5 separate regions of the Mus musculus genome follow, and regions 1, 2, 3 and 5 are each linked to region 4. Evidence: chromatin contacts called from public ChIA-PET, HiChIP or PLAC-seq and promoter capture Hi-C data. All regions are on one chromosome and are shown on one strand. The core of a region is the stretch at or near the end of the contact, and the rest is flanking DNA. Distances in the headings are between cores, read along the strand shown.

Region 1 (4,031 bases), core at 678-3,177, 640 kb before region 4:
TGGTGGCACAGACTTTTAATCCCAGCACCTAGGAGGTAAAAGCAGGCAAATGTCTGTGAGTTCAAGGCCAGCCTGGTTCAAATCACAAGTTCAAAGACAGCCAGGTTTACACTCAATTCTTTTTTTAAATAGTTTTTAAAAAAGATTTATCTATTACTATTCATTAGTACACTGTAGCTGTCTTCAGATGCACCAGAAGAGAGTGTCAGACCTCACTATGGATGGTTGTGAGCCACCATGTGGTTGCTGGGATTTGAACTCAGGACCTTCGGAAGAGCAGTCAGTGCTCTTAACCGCTGAGCCATTTCACCAGCCCCGTTTACATTCAATTCAAACCAAAATAAAACAAAAGAATAATAATGGAAGCAAAGATAGAATAAAACACCACCAAGAAAAAGATAACAAACAGCTGGAAATGACTTAATATCCAACAATTGGAAACAGGTTAAGTACATAATGGTCTTCAATAATAGTTTGCAACCATTAAAGAGGACAAGGACAGGCTCATGCCTTTAATCTCAACTCTGGGGAGGCAGAGGCAGGAGGAACTCCCTGAGTTCAAGACCAGCCTGGTCTACAGAGAGAGTTCCAGGATAGCTAGGGCACAGACAAACCTTGTCTCAAAACAACAACAACAAACAAAACAAGAGGACAAAGACAAGCTGTGTGTACTGGAAACCTAAGTATGTGCCAAGACATGTCAGGTAAAAACAGCAAGCCCAAAATGGAGTTTGCTACTATTTTCTAAAAAGAAGGTATCCCTGTAAGGTATACAAAATATGTTGATAAGTACAAAAAATACAAACAGAAAGAAACTGGAGTTTTAAAGAGACTTATACCCTTTTGAACTATTTAAGTCTTTTAGCTGTCTATATGTGTCAAACTAATTACAGAATGGGCTTAACTTGTCACTCTGCTTAAGATAAACTTTATAGAACATAGTGGACCTACCTGAGTTCAGCAGGAACCAAGGGCAAGAAGAATCGGGAAGAACATTGTTTAATGGGTATTTGTTTTGATTTTGTAAAGTCCTGGTGACTGGCTGCACAATTGTGTCTCTATATAAGTGGGCTTGGGGGAGGGGGTGTAGACAAGGTTCTAACTCTGTAGCGTTTGCTGACAGAGTGAGCCTAGCACACTCACTATGTAGACCAGAACAGCCTCGAATCAATAGATCTTCTGACCCTGCTTCTGAGTGCTGGCATTAAAAGCAGGCGCCACCGCACCTGGCTAGGCTGGGATAAATATACTTCATTTTTAAGTAAAATAAATAAATAAACCCCTTACCAGAAATGTTCGTATTGTAACATTTTAACTCGCTACTAACTTGAAAACCATTTTCAAAACACCATTCTTCTATTATTCTACAATCAAGCATACAAACAGAAAATCTGAAGTCACTGTCTCAAGCGACCTTTCGCCTAGAAGATGAAAGCAACATTGTCACCAGGCCAAGCTAAAGGCGAGATGGGGCTACAACGGGTCGTCGGGGACACCTACGCTCGCGACCTTTCCCCGTGGAGTATCTGACACCACTGCCCCTTGCAGTGTACAACTTTTGAGTCTCAGTAGTACAGAACTTTGGGTTCTCGTGCATGCGCAGGTCCCAGCGACTCTATCTTTCCGCGAACCGGTGTTCCAGAGCGCGCGGCTCTGGGTTGCGCCGGCGACCTGCCGACTGGCCCCTGACCCCATCCCACCCCCGTCCTCTTACCCAGTGTTGGGCAGCATGACCTTCGCAGTTCAGAGAACTTGGTGGCAGTGGAACAGCAGCGAGCTGTGAGTGACAGGCGAACTTTCTCTCCGCATTTAGCCGCGCCCCGGGCCCCGCCCCGAGACCCGCTCGGGGACCGGCCCTCCTACAAGACCGAGATCCTACAAGACCGAGAGCTTACAAGACGGTGTGCGCCTGCGCACACCGGGCACTGGGCGGTTCTTCCCGCAGTTCTACAAACGACACCCAGGAAACCAACGCTCTGCGCAGGCGCTTTGGAGTACACCTCCGCCCCGCCCCTTTCCCGAGTCTGTAGGTGACAATCAGTTTCTCCTGTGGGCCACTGGCGTGTCTAGAGCATCATTACTACGTAGGCTTTTCCTCCTCAGCCTAGGTTCGGCGCATCGACGGCTCCCAGCCAGCCAGATGGCGGATTGAGGGGCGCTCCGGGGACTGACTTGAGGGTGCTGGGCGTCGTTTTCCCCTGTCTGTCCCCGAGCCAAGGCGCTCTCTCCGAAGAACACTTGTAGACATCTGAAAAATGCTTTTTGCAGAAGCCGGTCACTCTCATTTTCGCTGCCACTGAATCTAAATTTAGCCTGACCTCCAGTGTCTGGAGACAGGAGTTTCTGGAAGAGATCTTTGCAAAGGTCTCCCGCAAGCGTTCATCGTATGATCCGGGCCACAGAAATCAAGGTTGGAGAAGGAATCCTCAGTCCTGGAATGAATGCCGGAATGAGGTCGAGTCTGGGATTCAGTTTCGTTCTTGGAGTTATACCTAACTGAGCTACCCAGGAAATGAAATTGTTTTGTATTTTGTAGCGGGAGAAAAAGATGCTAACGAGGTTGTTATCTAAAGCTTAGTTCAGAAAACAACTTAAGACAGGTAGGTATATACTCTCCTAATTGTCAAACTTGCTGGATCTTTTGGAAGAGCAGCCAGTGCTCAGACAAGAGAAACCTGCACATCAAATCCTACACTCTCCTGACCCTGCGCAGCTAGAGCAGTTATTACTCCCTCCCTCTCCCTGACGATACCCCCACCCCCGCGGGGGGTGGGGAAAGGCAAATGCCAGCCTTGAGAACAAAAGAAAAGCAGCATACCCTAGCCTCCACGTCACTTAAACTCGACCCCTTTTGATTAACAACCAACATTTCTCACAGTGCAGATGGCTCCTTGCTGTTGAAGGAAACCGAAGCCAATACCCTTGAAATGATAATAGCCCACTCTTAGACTATGAAAAAGAGACAAACGTTCCCAGACAGCTGTGGCCGGTTGTAAACATATCAGAAGCGGTTCTGATAGCACAAGTTACTCTTCCCAGGTCAGAAAGGTACCTTTTCAGCTACACGGTTCTGCCCTGCTGTCTGAACAAATGTTATCAGGTTTAAAGGACAGCATTCCTTTACCCTCTCCTATATTGCCAACACAAAAACCCGCTTGCGGGTTTTTTTCTTTATAAACCCCCTTTACTTAGGCCTGGGGGTTCACTCTTTCCTGTTCTGTCAGGAAGGTTGGTGGCCCAAGCTCGAGCTTAAATAAAGACCCTCATGCGATTACAGTGGGGTATGATTCCTGGTCCTCTCCTTGGGATTTTTACAATCTGGGCACAACACTCTTAACCAGGGAACCATCTCTCTAGCCCTAATTAAATATTCAAATAAAAACGTATTATTAAACTGTGGCTGTTTACCCTTTTATCACCTTGACCATTAGCTATTGACACGTGAGTTTGTAACCTATAATAATGATTATTGATGATTCTAGAAGAGTGTACTTATTCAACAAATATTAGTACCTCTTAAGTGAGAAGAAACAGCAGGTAGAAAGGAACAAAATCTCTGTCCTTACCTAGGAGGTGTGAGTAGCCAGTTTGTCTTTGTAAATTCCAAATGTTTCAGAGAGATATGGACAGTTTAAAATGTTCCTTTGGCCCTTGACTGCTTTTACTGAATGGTCTGTATATTTGTCTGGTAGCAGTGAATTCTTTGGCTGAGAAGCACCTGAAAAATGTTCAACATCCTTAATCATCAGGGGAATGCAAACCAAAACAACCCTGAGATTCCACCTCACACCAGTCAGAATGGCTAAGTTCAAAAATTCAGGTGACAGCAGATGCTAGCAAGGATGTGGAGAAATGTGGGGCGTGGGTGTAGGGAAAGAGGGGCGAGGGAGAGAGCCCGCCTCGAACCAGAGTTCCTGTGTTCTGGGCGGGCAGATGGGCGGGCAGATGGGGGAGGACTGCCGTACCCTTTCCACGTGGCCCTGCATGGGTGTCTGGCTGTGTGGAGCCACTGATCCCAGCTAGGCGGGTGG
Region 2 (3,780 bases), core at 220-2,719, 740 kb after region 4:
CCAAATGAGCAAACTGACACAGCCAATAAATAGCACAGCCAGGGTTTCATTTCAGGGAAATTGATCCAAGAGCCCTGCCACTTGGGCCTGCACGCTCTGACACCTCTCATGTTGAAGGTAGTTGATTAAATAGAGTTGGAGTTAAACCACTCACTGCTGGAGAGCAGCGGAACTCTGGGGTCATTTGATTCCAAGGCAAAATAAAAGTAGACACTGGACCAAAGCCCAGAGGTGATGGGGGTTTACATAACTACGCAGAGTTCCTGATTCCTAGCTGGAATCTTTTAGGCAAGGGCTCTGCCTTTCATGTAATAAGTATGTGCTTCAGCGTGCACAGCTTTGAGGTCTTAATTGGAAAAATCACTCCAAGTAGCAGCTGGTATTCCAAAGGGTATATATGCCAGGACGATCTAATCTGTTGCATCAAATAAAAAGAGGAGGGTGTTAATATCACAGGGTGTCTACTTATAGTTCAAAATTTAGCATAAACTTCTGTCCTCATAGAAGGCTTGCCTGGCCTTGGCTAAAGTCAAGTTTGCCTTTGAAAGCAAGACAAACTTCTGTTTAAGCAAGGTCAGTTGTAATTTTGTGTGTGTGTATACATATATATATGTATATATACATACACACATATATACATATATATATATACATATGTGATACACATAAACATGTGTAATCATACATATTCGTTTCACGTATGAATATCAAGTTGATGGTGACATCACTTTTACCTGCTACAGGTTCCTAGAGGACAGGTCCATGTCAGTTTTCCCCTGCTCGTGTTACCTATAGAGCATCGCAAGCTGCTACGTGGAGGAAAGAATGAACAATACAGGAATGATTAACCGCGGGAAAGGTGAACGATAACTCTGCGTATGTGATGCGCACGGGTGGGCCCCACCCACTTCAACAGCCTGAGATCTGAACAGGTTCTCAGGATTCTGCACCACTCACCAGACAGACCCTTCAGGAAAGTTATGCAAATATCCACTTTGGGAGGCTTAGACACGCATCCCCACCCCACCCCACCCCCCAAGAGTGGAATGAACCCCAAAAGGTGAGCAAGCAGTTTTCAAAGCATGCTTTCAACTCTGCCAGCCCCGCGTGTGTGTTTTCTTCTCCAGTGTTTCCAATTACTGTGGCACTCTCGGTATCCACATCCATCTCCAGCGCATTCCTCCGCAGCTCCTTGCCAGACATATGGGATCAATCAGTGAGCTTGTGAGGGAATGTTGACAGCATGACAGGCGAGGGGTTCTGGTGTCATGGAATCTCCAAGAGTCTTTAGCTGGATCCCAGGCAAGAGAGAGGGGGGAGGAGAGAGATAGAGGAGAGATAGGGAGAGGAGTGGGAAAAGGAAGGAGAGGACAGACAGAGAAGGAGGGAAGCGACTCTGACTTCACTGCCCCCTTCCTTCAAACATTTTATAGGCTTCGGGAGAGAGAAGGAGGAGGAGAGAAACCAAATAGCCGAGAGTCAGAGGAGCACATCCCTCCAGTCCCTCCCGAGTCCCCGAGCTGCCAGAGGAGTCTGGATCGTGTCCCCAGTGTCACATGCAAGGACGCTGAGGTTCGCGGTTGCTACCCCGGGTCCCCTCCGCTTAGTCCGGGAACCTTGGCGCCTCTCTGCGCGCTCGGGGACTGTCGCCTTGCACTCCCCGGGGCCACCGCTCGGTCCCCAGCGGGATGTGGTCGCGCCTGGCCTTTTGTTGCTGGGCTCTGGCACTGGTGTCAGGCTGGACCAACTTCCAGCCCGTGGCCCCTTCGCTCAACTTCAGCTTCCGCCTGTTCCCCGAGGCCTCTCCGGGGGCTCTGGGCAGACTGGCGGTACCTCCCGCGTCCAGTGAGGAGGAGGCAGCAGGGAGCAAAGTGGAGCGCCTGGGCCGCGCGTTCCGGAGCCGCGTGCGGCGACTGCGGGAGCTCAGCGGCAGCCTGGAGCTCGTCTTCCTGGTGGACGAGTCGTCCAGCGTGGGCCAAACCAACTTCCTCAACGAGCTCAAGTTCGTGCGCAAGCTGCTGTCCGACTTCCCCGTGGTGTCCACGGCCACGCGTGTGGCCATCGTCACCTTCTCATCCAAGAACAACGTGGTGGCGCGCGTGGATTACATCTCCACCAGCCGCGCGCACCAACACAAGTGCGCGCTACTCAGCCGCGAGATCCCGGCCATCACCTACCGCGGTGGTGGCACCTATACCAAGGGCGCCTTCCAGCAAGCCGCGGTAAGACCCCCACACACCCAGGCCAGCGGCCTGGGGCCCCTCCTGCCCACCGCTGCCAACCCCTTCTCTAGCCTGGTTCAGCTCCTGCAAGGCTTAAGGTGTCCAAGGGGAGCCAGCGTCCCAAGAAGCACAAATATGACCATTCTCCTGCTGCCCTAGTGAAGGTCCAGACTGAAATGGGTTTTTAAATGCTTAAGGAGGTGTCACATTTCTTAAAGGGTTCCTTGAGGGACCCTAGTAGGAAGGGACCTTTAAGCTCACTTAAGTTTGTGAGGAAACTGTTTATACAAGCTGAAACAGGTATGGTTAACAAATATTTGTGAAGATGGGACATGTAATGAGCTGAGGACAGTCCTAATTCTTTTTCATGACATAGACTTCGTAACTTTGCTTCCAGACTTTAATTGTTTACTAGTTTGTGATAGGCTCTCTCGTGTTTCCAAGACTGGTCTCCGACTTACAACACAGCAGAGCGTGTCCCTGAGTTATGATCCTCCTGCCTCCACCTCCCAAGCGCGGGGATGACAGCCATTGGCCACCATGACTTTATGTTCCAGGTCTTCCTAAACAAATGCTTAGCATATGACAGAAGTAATGTAATTTATATTACTTTTATAAAAATGAGTCTTTTTCCTAACTACAAAGTAATACAAAGTAGGTCATAATTTGGAATACTGAGAAATATTTAAGGCAACCCATCAAGTCAATGTTTGTAGAATAAATGAAACAAAAGAGAATGGGGAATCCGAATAATCTCTTTATCCTTAAAATTCCAGCGGATATACAGTTGAATGTTGTCCAGTATGTTACTCATATGTTATTTCAACAAACTTGCTAACCTACGGTTTTGCAGCCTGCATTCTTCAGCTGTTGAATATGATCAAATGTACATTAATTCATGGTATCCTGTGGCATGACAGTATTGGCTCCCCTTGGAACTGCAGTTACAGGCAGTTGTGAGCTGTCATGCGGAAGTCGGGGTGGGGGTGGGCTGGCAGTGGACTTCAGGCAAGCCATACCTGAGAAAGTCAGTGCTCTTAACCACTGAGCCCTATCTCCAGCCTCATGACAACTGAGTGCTGAGAACTGCTGTGTGGGGAGCACACATTCGTGCCTTTTAAATAAGGAGTTTAGGAAGCCCTCTTTGACTGCTTCTTTAGGAGGGCTTTCTAAATTCCTTATTTAGTAAAATACATGAACATTTGAAAGGTCTTGGTCCACATTGCCACCTCCTCCATTGGAGAGTTGTATAAATTTACATTCTCCTGTTATGTGCATCTGAATACATGATATTTTTTATTGGATATTTTCTTTATTTACATTTCGAATGTTTTCCCCTTTCCAGGTCTCCCCTTCAGACCCCTCTCCCATCCCCCCTCCTACTACCTCTATGAGGGTACTCCCCCACCCATCTACCCACTCTTGTATTCCCACCCTGGCATTCCCTACACTAGGGCTTTGAACATGCTGATGTCCAACAAGGCCATCCTCTGCCACATATGTGGCTGGAGCCATGGGTCGCTCCATGTGTACTCTTTGGTTGGTGGTCTAGTCCCCA
Region 3 (4,019 bases), core at 1,026-3,525, 610 kb before region 4:
GACAACTGGGTCTGGAGGGATAGCCCAGTGGTTGACAACACTTACTGCTCTTGTAGAGGACCCTAGTTTGGTTCTTGGCACCTGAGAACCTCAGGTGGCCTGTCTCTTTAGCTGTAGGGAATCTGATATCTTCTTTTGGCCTCTCCACAAGCACTTCATTCACATATGCACATACTAACACATTTAATATACGTAATTAAAAAAAATTGCTGGGCATGCTGCTGCACACTTTTAATTCCAGCACTTGGGATCTCTGTGAGTTCAAGGTCAGACTGCGCTACAAAGTGAATTCTAGGACAGTTAGAGCTGTTACACAGTCATTATTTTAAAAACCTTGTAAATTGGCATATTGGTTTTAGAATTACCTTCATGGTATTTATCAAATTTGATGTGCTTATACCCTTTGTTCTGGAATTCTATCTATAATATTATATTCCATAGATGTAACCATATGTGGTCATAGCTATGTGATGTTTTGTGTGGCATTGTTAATTATTTTGAATAGCTACAAATAATTTAGGCATCCACTATTTTGGAAAAAAACTTAAATAAAATATGGCACATTAAATCATGAAGTACTATGGGGTATTAAAATGAAGTAAATTAAAATATTGTAATTAAAAATAGTTAAAGTAGGCAGGCATATGTCAAAGTTCAAGGCCAGCCTGGTCTACAGAGTAAGTTTCAGGACAGCCAGGGCTACACAGAGATCTCAACCCTATCTTGAAAAACCAAGCAACTAACTAAAAACAAACACAAACAAACAAACAGGGAAATTTATTATAAAATATACCTCAAATACAGCAATAGAACACTCCATCGGCTGCTTCTCTCTCCCTTCCTCTTCTCTCTCCCTTCCTCTTCTCTCCTCTCCCTTCTTCTCCTGAGTGAGTGCTGGGATTAAAGTCATGTGCTATCACCACCTGGTCCGCTGCTTTTCTCTGACATTTTATTATTACTTTATTTTTCTGTGACCTAGGATGGCCTGAAACATACTATGTAGCTCAAGGTAGCCTTAAACTCAGGTAGGAATTATAGGCACAGTTATGTGCCTATATACCAAGTTGCTATTTTAAAATCCCATGTGGCAATGTAGGGTGGAAATGTTTCTAAACTTAATGTTTAGATTTAACATACAAAATGTTTTTTGACATCTTCTTGAAAAGGGGAACTGAAATTTCTTTAAAAATGACCTTCCTGAATTGCAAGCTGGTTATACTTTTTTTTTTTTTTTTTTTTAAAGAAGTGTCTACTTATTTTAAAGTAGGTAATCAGGAAAGAGATTGAAGTTGTTACTTCCTTTGAAATGGTGTGGGCAGACTTTGAAGACATGGCTTAAATGGCTCAAATTTCAATGATCTGTGAATTGAAAAAGCATTCCGTTCGTTCAGAAGTAGATGTGCTTTGAAAGAGGGGGAACGTGTGTTCTCACTAGTTATACACATTATATGTACTAAATAGCTGTTTTACGTTTTACGTGTAACTTGGTTTTGCTCATACTAGAGGAAAGGGTTTTGGTGCAAACAAAACATTTTCTGGCTGTGAAATTTCGGAGATCTCTCGCGTACCTGGGAAAACATTAATCCTTTCCAATCAGGCTCCCCCAGCCCCGCCCCGCGGAAGGATGAATAAATAAACTTATAAAATACTGGCATTGTAATGGCCATTAAATAGCTATGCAATGAAAGTTTCTTTTAGTATTTGATTGTTGGGTAGAAAAGCACTCAGATTAAAACCGTGTGAAAGTGAAGATGGACTTCAGTCCTGGGCAGTCTCATCTACTTCATTTCTTTCCCAACCACACCTATCCGTCCAGTGCAGGTCTCGGAGGTCAGGGTCTGGCGGACAGGCTACCGTCGCTGCTCTCAGGTCCGGAAAGACCACTGTCCACCCCTGCCCCGTGGACGTCGCGCGGGTCCCCTGCCGTGCTGCCAGCAGTGTCGCCCGCCAGTAGTAACTCTGCTCTGCTTCAAAAGTTCCCTGGGGTCCCCAGGCTTTTCTAGCCAGCACCGTTCAGGGCCCTAAGCCTGAGTCCCGGGAGCCGGAAGGCCCGCGGGCTTGTAGGAGGGCGAGTCGCGAAGCGGGAAGCACAAGGCGCGCGTTCCCGCGAACGCAGGCGCGACGCTGGGCGGGGGGCGCGCACGCGCGCGGAGGCATGGGCGGGGGTGGTGGTGTCGGGGCGGGGCAAAGAGGCGAAGGCGGGAAGAGGGCGCCCTGGAGTCCAGCCGAGCCCCGGGAGGGCGTCGACGCCGAGGGGGCGGGGCCAGGCGAGGCGGGAACGCGCTCGCGGGCCGGGAGGGCGGGGGCGCGGCGCTGGCGAGAGCGTGCCCGGTCCCCGCCCCTGTTTCCCACTCTTCCTTCCACCTCTGACCGGCCGGAGCTGCGGAGCGGCTCCGCTCGCTGGTTTCCCGGAGCCGCCGCCCGCTTTCTCCGCCCGCGGTGAGCCCGTCAATCCCCGCACAACGCGCTCCTCCATCTGGGCCATGGATGGGTAAGTGCCGGGTGGCCGTTCCGGGGCTGCGCTGGCCTCGTTTCCTCTCGGCGACGCGTCCCGCCGAGGCCGGGGAGCAGGGCGCGACGCCGGCTAGCGGAGGAGCGGCCCGGGGCTAAGCCCGACGGCAGGGACCTTGGGAGCGCGGGGGTCTGTCCGCCGCGGTCTCCGCTTCCTGCGCGCGGCGCCCCCGTCACGTCCGCCCCTCGCAGCCTCGGGGCGCCTTCGGGAAGCAGAGACGAGCCAGGGCCGGGGTGCCGGGCCGGACTCCCCACACTTCCTCTCAGAAAATGGTGCGCGGCGCTGGCGGGGGCGGAGGCTGAGGCGGCCGCGGCGCTCGGGGAGTTGCTGTTTACCGGTGGGGTGGGGCGCGCGGCGGAGCTTTCCCCCGGCGGCGGGCCCGGGCGAGCGGCGACAGCCGTCTGGGCGGCGACCGGGTCTCGAACTGCGGGCCCGTGCGGGTCTCGGAACCGGCGGGGTCTCCCGATTTGGGCTGTGAGATACGTTAACCACTTCTAAATACCGAGCGTCTGCACTTTATCACCAGGGACGCTTCCTCTTCGTTCCCCACCCCCAAGAAACTTCGTGAATTCGCCTCGGGCGATGTCAGATATTGTGTAAGTGTAGATTTCCGGGCGCTTTCAACTGCTCGGTTTAAATGGGGTCTGTGACTAAAAGGGGGAAAAAAAAAAGAAAAAAGAAAAAAAAAAAAAGATTTACAGTCACCTTTTCCGAGCTCGTAATTTCTCTGGGAACTCTGGAACATGGGGCAGGACCTGATGTATTTTAATAAAAAGCGTGAATTGAGGGTCATATAGTCAAGATTAAAAAAAACCACCAACAACTCCAAGTCAATTAGAAATTCCACCTTTTATTTATTTAAACCTTTGCCGTTTGAGTTGTTCCTTAACCCCCTCCCCCGCCGACTTTTGTTGACAAGGATTCTATAAACTGCGGAATGGTGGAGCATATAACTTGTTTGAAAAGTAAAATACATTTAGTAACTTGCCGCGTAGTTGATCATACGTGTTTAAGTGAGGACACTAGAATTTTACAATTTTTGCCCTCGTTAGGTTTCGTTTATCTTAATTTCACAATATTGTGATATATGGTTTATCTCATTTGAATGCAGATTGCACACTGCTGCAGATATCAAAGTGCAATTTTAGATTTTGATTTATGGTTGTGATGCTCTTTAAAGTATTTTTATTTAATGGGAGCTACTTTGCGAGCGAACGCTTCACCTTGAGCATTGGCTTCTCATTACCCGACTCTGATTCATTTTACGTGTGAAATAACTTTCAGTGATTTATGCCATAAGTGCCATTATATCAGTTCAGGAAGGGCTATGAAGTGTTCGTCTTCAGAAGGTTCAACTTCGGGTGTGGGGAAACAAGTTAGCTTTTTGTGTGGTGAGATTTAAAGGGCTTGACTGTTCGCTTCTTCACTGTGAAGTGCAAGCTCCTCCCCCACAGCGCAATGGTGGGGGGCAAGGGTGACTAGGAATAGTCACCCTTATTCAGCATCT
Region 4 (3,799 bases), core at 602-3,101:
TCAACTCTGAAACCTGATTTCATATTCTACTACCAAATTTCTCCTCCCTAGTCTTACTTTTCATATAGTAAATAACACACTAGACTCTCTCTACCTTAACATTTATTTTATGCGTCTGAGTGTTTTGCCTGCCTGTGTGCATGTGTACCACAAGTGTGCCTGGTGCCCATGGAGGTCAGGGGGTGGCATTGGCTCCCTGGAGCTGAAGATACAGAAGGCTGTGAGCTGCCATGTCTGAGATCGGAACTGGATCTGAGTCCTCTGGAAGAGCAACAGGTGCTCTGAACCTTAGAGCTTCTCTTGTAAGTCTAGTTGTCTTCAATCCACTCTTGAGCTGTAGCCAAAGGATTTCTCCTAATTCTCAAAAGCCGATCCTGTCATTTCCCTGCCTGGAAGCCCTTAACAGGGTCCACCAAGACCAAGTTCAAAGCAGAGGGCACAAAGAATAATCTTAAGATTTGCCTGGATACCTCATAGATCGACACTGCAGCCATACAGAAACCACACACAAAAAACCACACACAGAAATACCACACACAAACTCTCTCTGTCTTTTACACCAGCGAGATTCCCGCCCCCTCATCACTTGGAATGATGCCTTCCTACTCCTAACAATCCTTTGCTCATTCTTCCCAACAGGGCTCCTGGGTCTCAGGGGTGAAGAGCATTGCGGCTTTAGCAGAGGAACCCATAATCAATTCTATTCCTGTCACCTATATAGCAGCCCACAACCATCTGTAACTCCAGTTTCAGGGAATCCAACACTCTCTTTTCTGACAATCGCACAGTGCAGATATACATGCAGGCAAAACACTCATAAACACAAAATAAAACCAGGGCTGGATACTGCTCAGTGATAGAACACTTGCCTAGCATGTGGTTTCAACCCTCATTAACCCCCACCCCCACCCCCACCCCACCAGCGGTTGGGGGAACCTCACAGGAACCATATCAAAAACAAAAGCTCCGACTCTTCTCTGTTGACAGGCCACCACCATCGAGTGAAATTCCTTTTGATCTCTAAATGATCTTTTGCACACAGCCTAGCCTGTGCTGCTTGCATTCATTCATACCATAAATGACTGGGATCTATAAAGATGGGAATGGGCACTGTGGGGACAGGCCTGTAGAGATCACTTACATCTCAGAAATAGGACCCGAGATGTACCACTATTTGGCAGGATATACTAGCCTCTTATTGCAATTAACATAGCATTAACCATCCACCTCAGGACCCGACACCCAGCACGCGAGATGTCATTTATTTCTTTGCTAACCATCAGGCGCCCACCATGTCACCTGGCACCCCTTTGGGTACCTGGGACTCCGCAGTGACTGAGACATGCGCAGCTGCTTCAACAGAGGCTCTGTGAAAATGTGACGCAGGTACTGGTTCCCAACGCGTAGGAGAAAGTCAGCGGCAATTTACCCCACAGGTGTCAGCTGGCAAAGCCTGGAGACCTCCAGCTTATTAGGAACGCGGAGGAAGGACGATCCAGGTTTCTGATTGATACAGCCAGAGACGCTGTTCAACATCTAATAAAAGGATCAAACGCATACACATACATTCACGCGAGCAGACACACCAAAGAATTATATGGCTCAAAATACCAATGGTGGCGAAGTTTTCAAGACTTGAGCACAGGGTGGTATGGAAGGACGGGAAGGCGCGGTGCTGCTGAAGTGCACGCCCCCGCAGCTGCAGCTGCAGCGCAGCGCGCCTGGTGCGAGGGACGCTCTGGGTCCCAATCCGCCCAAGGCGTGCGCTCGGAGCCCACAACCCGCGCAGCCCCGAACCGAACGGCGGAAAGCACCAATACCTGCACCAGCATCCGCAGCCAGCTGCACCGCAATAAGCGTTCAGAACCTTGTCCCGCAGCAGCTGCGCGCGCAAGACTTCGGGACCCACTGCGCCTGCGCAAAGGCTAGGAACTACGATTCCCGGGGTCCGCTGGCCTGGATTTCAGAAACTCCAGTGCTTTCCATAGGCTATTATCTGGCCTGTTGCGCATGGTCACAGAAAAGCGTCTGGGGGGCTCAGCTGCTAAATTATTGCTGCGCCAGAGGCTTAGAGGCCTAGAACACACTTAGGTTTTTAGATCTAAGCAGTCCGGCATCCACAGTAACCTTAAATCTTCCTCAGCTTCTCCCAGCACCACTGTTCATTAGAATGCAAAGTTGCAAAAAATCCACTGAGGAAACATTAGGGATGCCTTTAATGTAAACCATAAGTAACACAGCAAAAACACTATACAAATGTCATCCTCTGGCTTCCACACCTGCCACCATGGTCCAAGGGCAAGCACCCTACACAAAGCTTTGCCTGCACTGTTGCAATAGCTTCTTCGTTTCCCCCCTTGTCCATCACTTATACCATGTCTAGGCAGATTATGTCCCTCCCAAGGAAGGACTGCTCAAAACGCTAGTATCTTAGTTACTTGCTCTTTTACTGTGATAAAATACCCTGACAAAGGCAACCAAGGAGGAAAGGGATTTATTTCAGCTCGCAGCTCAAGGTACGGTCCTCATGGCAGGGAAGTCAAGGCGTCAGGAGCCTGAGGCAGCTGGTCACGTGGCATCCACAACCATGAAGCAATGAGCTGTGGATGCATGCTGGTGCTCATGTCCCTTTCTCTACTTATACAATCTAGGATTTCCTGCCCGGGAAATGGTGCCACCCACAGCAGGCAATCAAGATAATCCCACATAGGCATGCCCATAGGCATGTCTACCAAGTGATTCTAGAGGTGGTTTAACTGATAATGGAAGATAGAGCCGTGGCATCCCAGTATCCCAGAGATGATAGTAGTACTGGAATGTGGAGACATACAGCAGCCATTGATGGGCAGGAGCAAGTTAACACAAGTGAGGCAGATCACATTTAGTAAAGATGACCACATCAGCATCTATATCTACTCTAGAAGATTGTCCTACAAGTATACTGCTGATGTAACTCCTTTGAGAGCAGTTTCTAGATTTTTGAAATTAGGGTGACGGCTCTTAGCTCATAAAGTCCAGAAATGGGCCGAGGGTGCTGTTTAATGGTACTGCAGCTGCCAAAGAGCATGAAGTTTGCTTCTGCGTTTGCTTCAGATGGAGGGTGGGGTGTTCATTTGAATGTTTAAAAGCAGGATCCATCCATCATACAACCCAAGTTTTTTTGTTTTGTTTTGTTTGTTTTTATTATTTTTAAAAGATTTTATTTATTTATTTTCTTACTTATTATATATATATATATATATATATATATATATATATATATATGATGAGTGCACTGTAGCTGTCTTCAGACACACCAGAAGAGGGCATTGGATCCCATTGCAGATGGTTGTGAACCACCATGTGGTTGCTGGGAATTGAACTCAGGACCTCTGGAAGAGCAGTCAGTGCTCTTATCCACTGAGCCATCTCTCCAGCCCTTGTTTTTAACTTATAACAAAGTGGAATTGTTATTATCTCCATACCCTGAATTTTAAATTCTCCTAACTAGAACAGATAGTGTGTACTCTTTATATAAAGATGGCTTCTTTCATTCACTATTATGCCTATGACATCTGTCAAAATTGTTGCTTATGGTTATGAACTAGCTGATCTCATTGCTGCATGGCATTCCCCTGTGATTAGTTATTTACATTAGTTTCCTGTTTATACAGCTCATAACTCAGCACCTGTTCTGCTACATGGATAGGGAAGGAAGTACATATGTATGCTTATGTGTGTCTTTGTAAAGGGCTGACTGGTTTTCTAAAGCCCTTCTAGAACAGTGGTTCCCAGCCTGTGGGTCAAGACCCCTTTAGGG
Region 5 (3,836 bases), core at 3-2,502, 680 kb before region 4:
AGGAATAAATGTATCATGTAAAATAAGGAAATACCGCTGGGAAAAATCACTTCTAACATCACGTTCTCTTCATATGCTATGAAAAAAAAAAAAATCTCCTATCTTAAAACGGAAAACAAAGGTTTTAGCCTGCATGGAAAGACTATCATTGTTTTACTCTCTAATGCAAGCCCTACCATAAAAGCTGTCACTACATGACACTCCAATTAACTGTTTAGTAGGTAGACTACTCTATCGGTGATAATCCTAAGGACCACAAGAAAAAACTTTACTCCACAACTTCAAAACAATTTCTTTAAAAATATTAAAAAAAAAAAAAATCAGCCATGTTCGATTTTCTCCATTTAAGTCACTGCCTGACCTTTAACATTTTAAATTAAAGTCAGCCGTAAGAAAACCACAAACATTTTTTGTTTGTCTGTTTGTTTGTTTGTTTGTTTCATCTGATGTGTTTGTTGCTGGTCAGCTCAACCTCCTCTCTCCAGGACACTAGGTTTCTTGATCTATTTGATAACAAACCCAAATCACTGTGCGCAGCCTCAGATTGGGGGGAGCTTTTGGGAGAAAGCCCTCCTCCGTTAGAAACAATAAATAAGGGAGCAAAGCGCCGCACGTTCCTTTACACGCCCCACACGCACCTCCCGGTACCTCCGGACAACCAAGCTAGTCCGGCAGAGCCCCGAGGTGTCTCAGACTCTGCAACTAGCTAGGCAGACCGTTCCTCCTCCGTCCCGCCCTCCTGCCCAGCTCGGGGGACGCCGGCGCACCGACAGTCCCCGCCAAGACGCCGCCGGCCGCGAACCGGTGCGCGCCCCGCTCTGCGCCCGCAGACCCCTCCGCCCCTAGCGCCCTCCCGCCTCGCTGGCCCGGAGCAGACAAAAGGAAGGTTCTGAGGGTCACGGCGCGGCCGCCCACACACAAAGAGGCCCCGCGCCCGCGTGCTCCCCAGCCCCGCGCGGGCTCTCACCCACCTGCAGGTGTCTGTGCGTCTGTCCATAGGAACGCGGGCGGTGGGGCCTGCGGGAGCCCGGCGGCCCGAGCTGGACGGGGAGGGACGGCGGGACGGAGGGCGGCAGCACCACAGCCGGAGGCCCCGGGGCCGGAGTCGGTGAACCGGGAAGGGCGCCCCACGGGCTGCGCGGCGGGTGACGGCGGTGGTGCGATGAGAGGGGGGGGCGCAGGCGCCAGCCTGGCTCGGCCACCGGCGCGCGCCGCTCCGTGCGCCCCGGGCTCCGCGCGCCCGGCTTGGAGCGCGGGGGCGGGGCCGCGCGGGGCGGGGCCGGAGAGGGGCGGGGCGGGGGCTCGGACCCCAGCTTCAGCCGGCACCGGAAGCGCTCCTCAGGCGGCGGGACCTACAGGAAGTGTGTAGCGACGCCCGCGGAAGGCGCTCGACCCGCGGCGCTCGCTGCCCTGAGGGGGCGCGGGCCAAGCTCCTGTCAGCGACGCGAGCAGCCCGGAGCCGGCCGAGCTCGGCCCCCGTCGCTCCGACAGGTACAGAACCCACGCACGGTCTGTGCCACTTTCCACGCGTGTCCGCTGTCCTGGCCTCCGCGCACTTCAGCCTAAACACTTGAAGTAAGCAGAGCTTGATCGCGTTAGAGGTGTGTGACACCTCAGACAGAGTTGTGCCGGGTGGCCTGGGACCCGCAGTGTACTTACTCCATAGTGTCCTAATGTCCCACCGCATCGCATCCACACACACATCTAATAAACTGGAGTTCCCAGGGAAAAAAATAAAGAATAGTGCAAGGTGTTAAAGATTCTACACGCCTTAATAATTTATTTATTGCCTACCCATCAAACTTAATACCCTCATGACCTTAGGAAACTCTTTAATATGTCTTTTTTAGCAGTGGCTAAAAAAGTGGTTAAGAGCACTGGCTGCTCTTCCAGAACACCAAGTTGATTCCCGGCAGTATCTCACAACAGTCTGGAGTTCAGTCCCCGCGGTACGACAGAGCGGTGCAGACGTACATGCTGGCAAAACGACCACTAATAATAATAGTAGTAGTAATAGTAAAAAGAAGGAAGAAATGTATTGTCAGCTGACCTCTAGCTTCCACTGATTCAAAAGCTACAAATCTCATCAGTACCTGAAACTTGTAAATTTGGCCCACTTTGCTGTAATCCACCAACCTGCAGGCCTTGCCATTTGGTAATTGCCTTGATTTTATGACTTCCTTTTTTCTGTAAATAATAATAATAATAATAATAAAAGCTAATGTAACTACTTCCACAGTGGAGCATGTCTTCCAGGGTAATCTGAATCCATGTTGCTGGCCATCATTTGTATTTGGCTCAAGAGTAGACTCACTGAGCTCAGAGCTGTACTTTGGCATCTACACATTCATCCCACCCCAGGAGTGGGGCCGTTGTAACAGCTAAAACTCTCAGAGGTGCTCTGATACACAAGGCACTAAAAGCTACCTACACAGCATGGCACCACTGAGACAAGGCTGTGTGTTTAAAAACCCCTTTCATAGCACCTCCCAGATATGTCTGTGCCAAGCACTTAGTAAGTTGTTAATTCAGTTAGTCCTAGGAACGCTACAAAACTGGTGCTACTAACATTACTATTCTATAGAAAATTTGATACAAAATGTAATTTTTTTTATGTGTGTGGGGGTTGTTCTGCTTGCATGGATATCTCTGTGCCAGAGATGCCCTCGGTGCCTTCCCAGGCCAGTAGAGGGTGTCAAATGTCCTGGAACTGTAATTCCAGATGGGTGTGAGCTCCCTCCCGGGTGTTGGGAATCAAACCCAGGTCCTCTGGAAGAGCAACTACTGAGCCATCTCTCCAGCCTCACATTTTCAGGTACCTACTGAGAAGTGATATTGCAGTTCATAAGATGGTTGTAGTTTTAGTTTTCAGAAACTGAGGCTTAGAGAAACTAAGAAATCTTGAGAACATAGTTTGTTATTGGAGCTCAGAGTCATCCACTGCTTCCAGGCTCCCTTTTCTCCTCACAGCACTGAGCCCTTTCCAAACCATGTCTAATGGTAGAAAGTCAGACTTAGAAATAACCTGATTAGCCTTAGGTACTATCCACATCTTGGTCTTACCCCTCCTGTGATAAGAAATCTCAATCATTCCTAGGTGAGAAATGAGAATGTGACAGATTGTAAATATAATTAGGCAGTGGTGACACACTTTTAACCCGGGCACTTGAGAGGCAGAGGCTAGCTACTGAGTTCCAGGATACCCAGGGCTACACAGAGAAACCCTGTTTCAAAAAAAACATTAAAAAATAAAAAGATTTAATATATTTAACATAACTATATACTAAAAGTGATTAAGAAACTAAATTTTATATTCTACTTTTGCCACAATTAACTGTATGTATTTGCTATTAAAAATGGTCATTCTATATACCAGTTTGTCGAACTTGTAGATTCCTTATCTGCAAAACAAGCAACAAGAAACCAAGCAATGAAAAGAAACTGCTACTGAAAACATTGTAAAACAGATATCTTTAGCTGTCTCATGGTGCTGGATAGTTTTATGTCAACTTCACACAAGCTGGGGTTGTCTAAGAGGAGGTAGCCTCAATTGAGATAATGCTTCCATAAGACCTGGCTGTAGGCAAGCTTGTAAGAAATGTTCTTAATTAGTGATTGATGTGGGAAGGTCCTGCCTACTATGGTGGTACCATCCCTGCTCTGGTGGTCCCAGGTTCTGGAGGAAAGCAGGCTGAACAAGCCACGGGGAGCAAGCCAGAAAGTATCACTCCTCCATGACATCTGCATCAGCTCCTGCCTCCGGATTCCTGCCCTGTGTGAGTTCCTGTCCTGACTTCCTTTAATAATAAACTGTGATGTGGAAATATAAGCCAAAT

The links. Promoter capture Hi-C pulls out the DNA fragments that hold promoters and counts their contacts. ChIA-PET counts read pairs in DNA pulled down with a chosen protein or histone mark. HiChIP or PLAC-seq counts read pairs in DNA pulled down with a chosen protein or histone mark.
Region 1: an H3K4me3 HiChIP or PLAC-seq map of bone marrow-derived macrophages shows a contact between it and region 4, with 3 times the contacts expected there. The contact joins the promoter of Hsdl2 here to the promoter of Zkscan16 in region 4. A contact is called at or near these places in 5 of 39 promoter capture datasets (the C10 cell line, hippocampal neurons, liver and 1 more), 3 of 115 datasets of contacts at active chromatin or transcription factors (bone marrow-derived macrophages, large pre-B cells and pro-B cells) and 2 of 9 other capture datasets (liver and macrophages).
Region 2: a contact with region 4 is called in a promoter capture Hi-C map of embryonic stem cells, with 3 times the contacts expected there. The contact joins the promoter of Svep1 here to the promoter of Zkscan16 in region 4. A contact is called at or near these places in 1 of 39 promoter capture datasets (embryonic stem cells) and 2 of 115 datasets of contacts at active chromatin or transcription factors (the NIH/3T3 cell line and embryonic limb bud).
Region 3: a contact with region 4 is called in a promoter capture Hi-C map of pre-B cells. The contact joins the promoter of Ptbp3 here to the promoter of Zkscan16 in region 4. A contact is called at or near these places in 3 of 39 promoter capture datasets (the C10 cell line, embryonic stem cells and pre-B cells), 2 of 115 datasets of contacts at active chromatin or transcription factors (large pre-B cells and pro-B cells) and 1 of 9 other capture datasets (pancreatic islet).
Region 5: a contact with region 4 is called in an RNA polymerase II ChIA-PET map of memory CD8 T cells, with 5 times the contacts expected there. The contact joins the promoter of E130308A19Rik here to the promoter of Zkscan16 in region 4. A contact is called at or near these places in 1 of 115 datasets of contacts at active chromatin or transcription factors (memory CD8 T cells) and 1 of 9 other capture datasets (adipose tissue).

Annotation. Positions count from the first base shown.
Region 1 is chr4:59,579,459-59,583,489 of GRCm38.p6, reverse strand. Hsdl2 (hydroxysteroid dehydrogenase like 2) reads right to left here and starts at 1,927. Exons shown (of 11, transcript NM_024255.3): 1 at 1,715-1,927. The coding sequence starts at 1,731.
Region 2 is chr4:58,204,285-58,208,064 of GRCm38.p6, reverse strand. It overlaps Svep1 (sushi, von Willebrand factor type A, EGF and pentraxin domain containing 1), which reads left to right and starts at 1,469. Exons shown (of 48, transcript NM_022814.2): 1 at 1,469-2,222. The coding sequence starts at 1,689.
Region 3 is chr4:59,547,620-59,551,638 of GRCm38.p6, reverse strand. It overlaps Ptbp3 (polypyrimidine tract binding protein 3), which reads left to right and starts at 2,275. Exons shown (of 14, transcript NM_178164.3): 1 at 2,275-2,491.
Region 4 is chr4:58,941,680-58,945,478 of GRCm38.p6, reverse strand. It overlaps Zkscan16 (zinc finger with KRAB and SCAN domains 16), which reads right to left and starts at 1,851. Exons shown (of 6, transcript NM_001099323.3): 1 at 1,821-1,851.
Region 5 is chr4:59,623,627-59,627,462 of GRCm38.p6, reverse strand. It overlaps E130308A19Rik (RIKEN cDNA E130308A19 gene), which reads right to left and starts at 1,252. Exons shown (of 4, transcript NM_001015681.2): 1 at 972-1,252.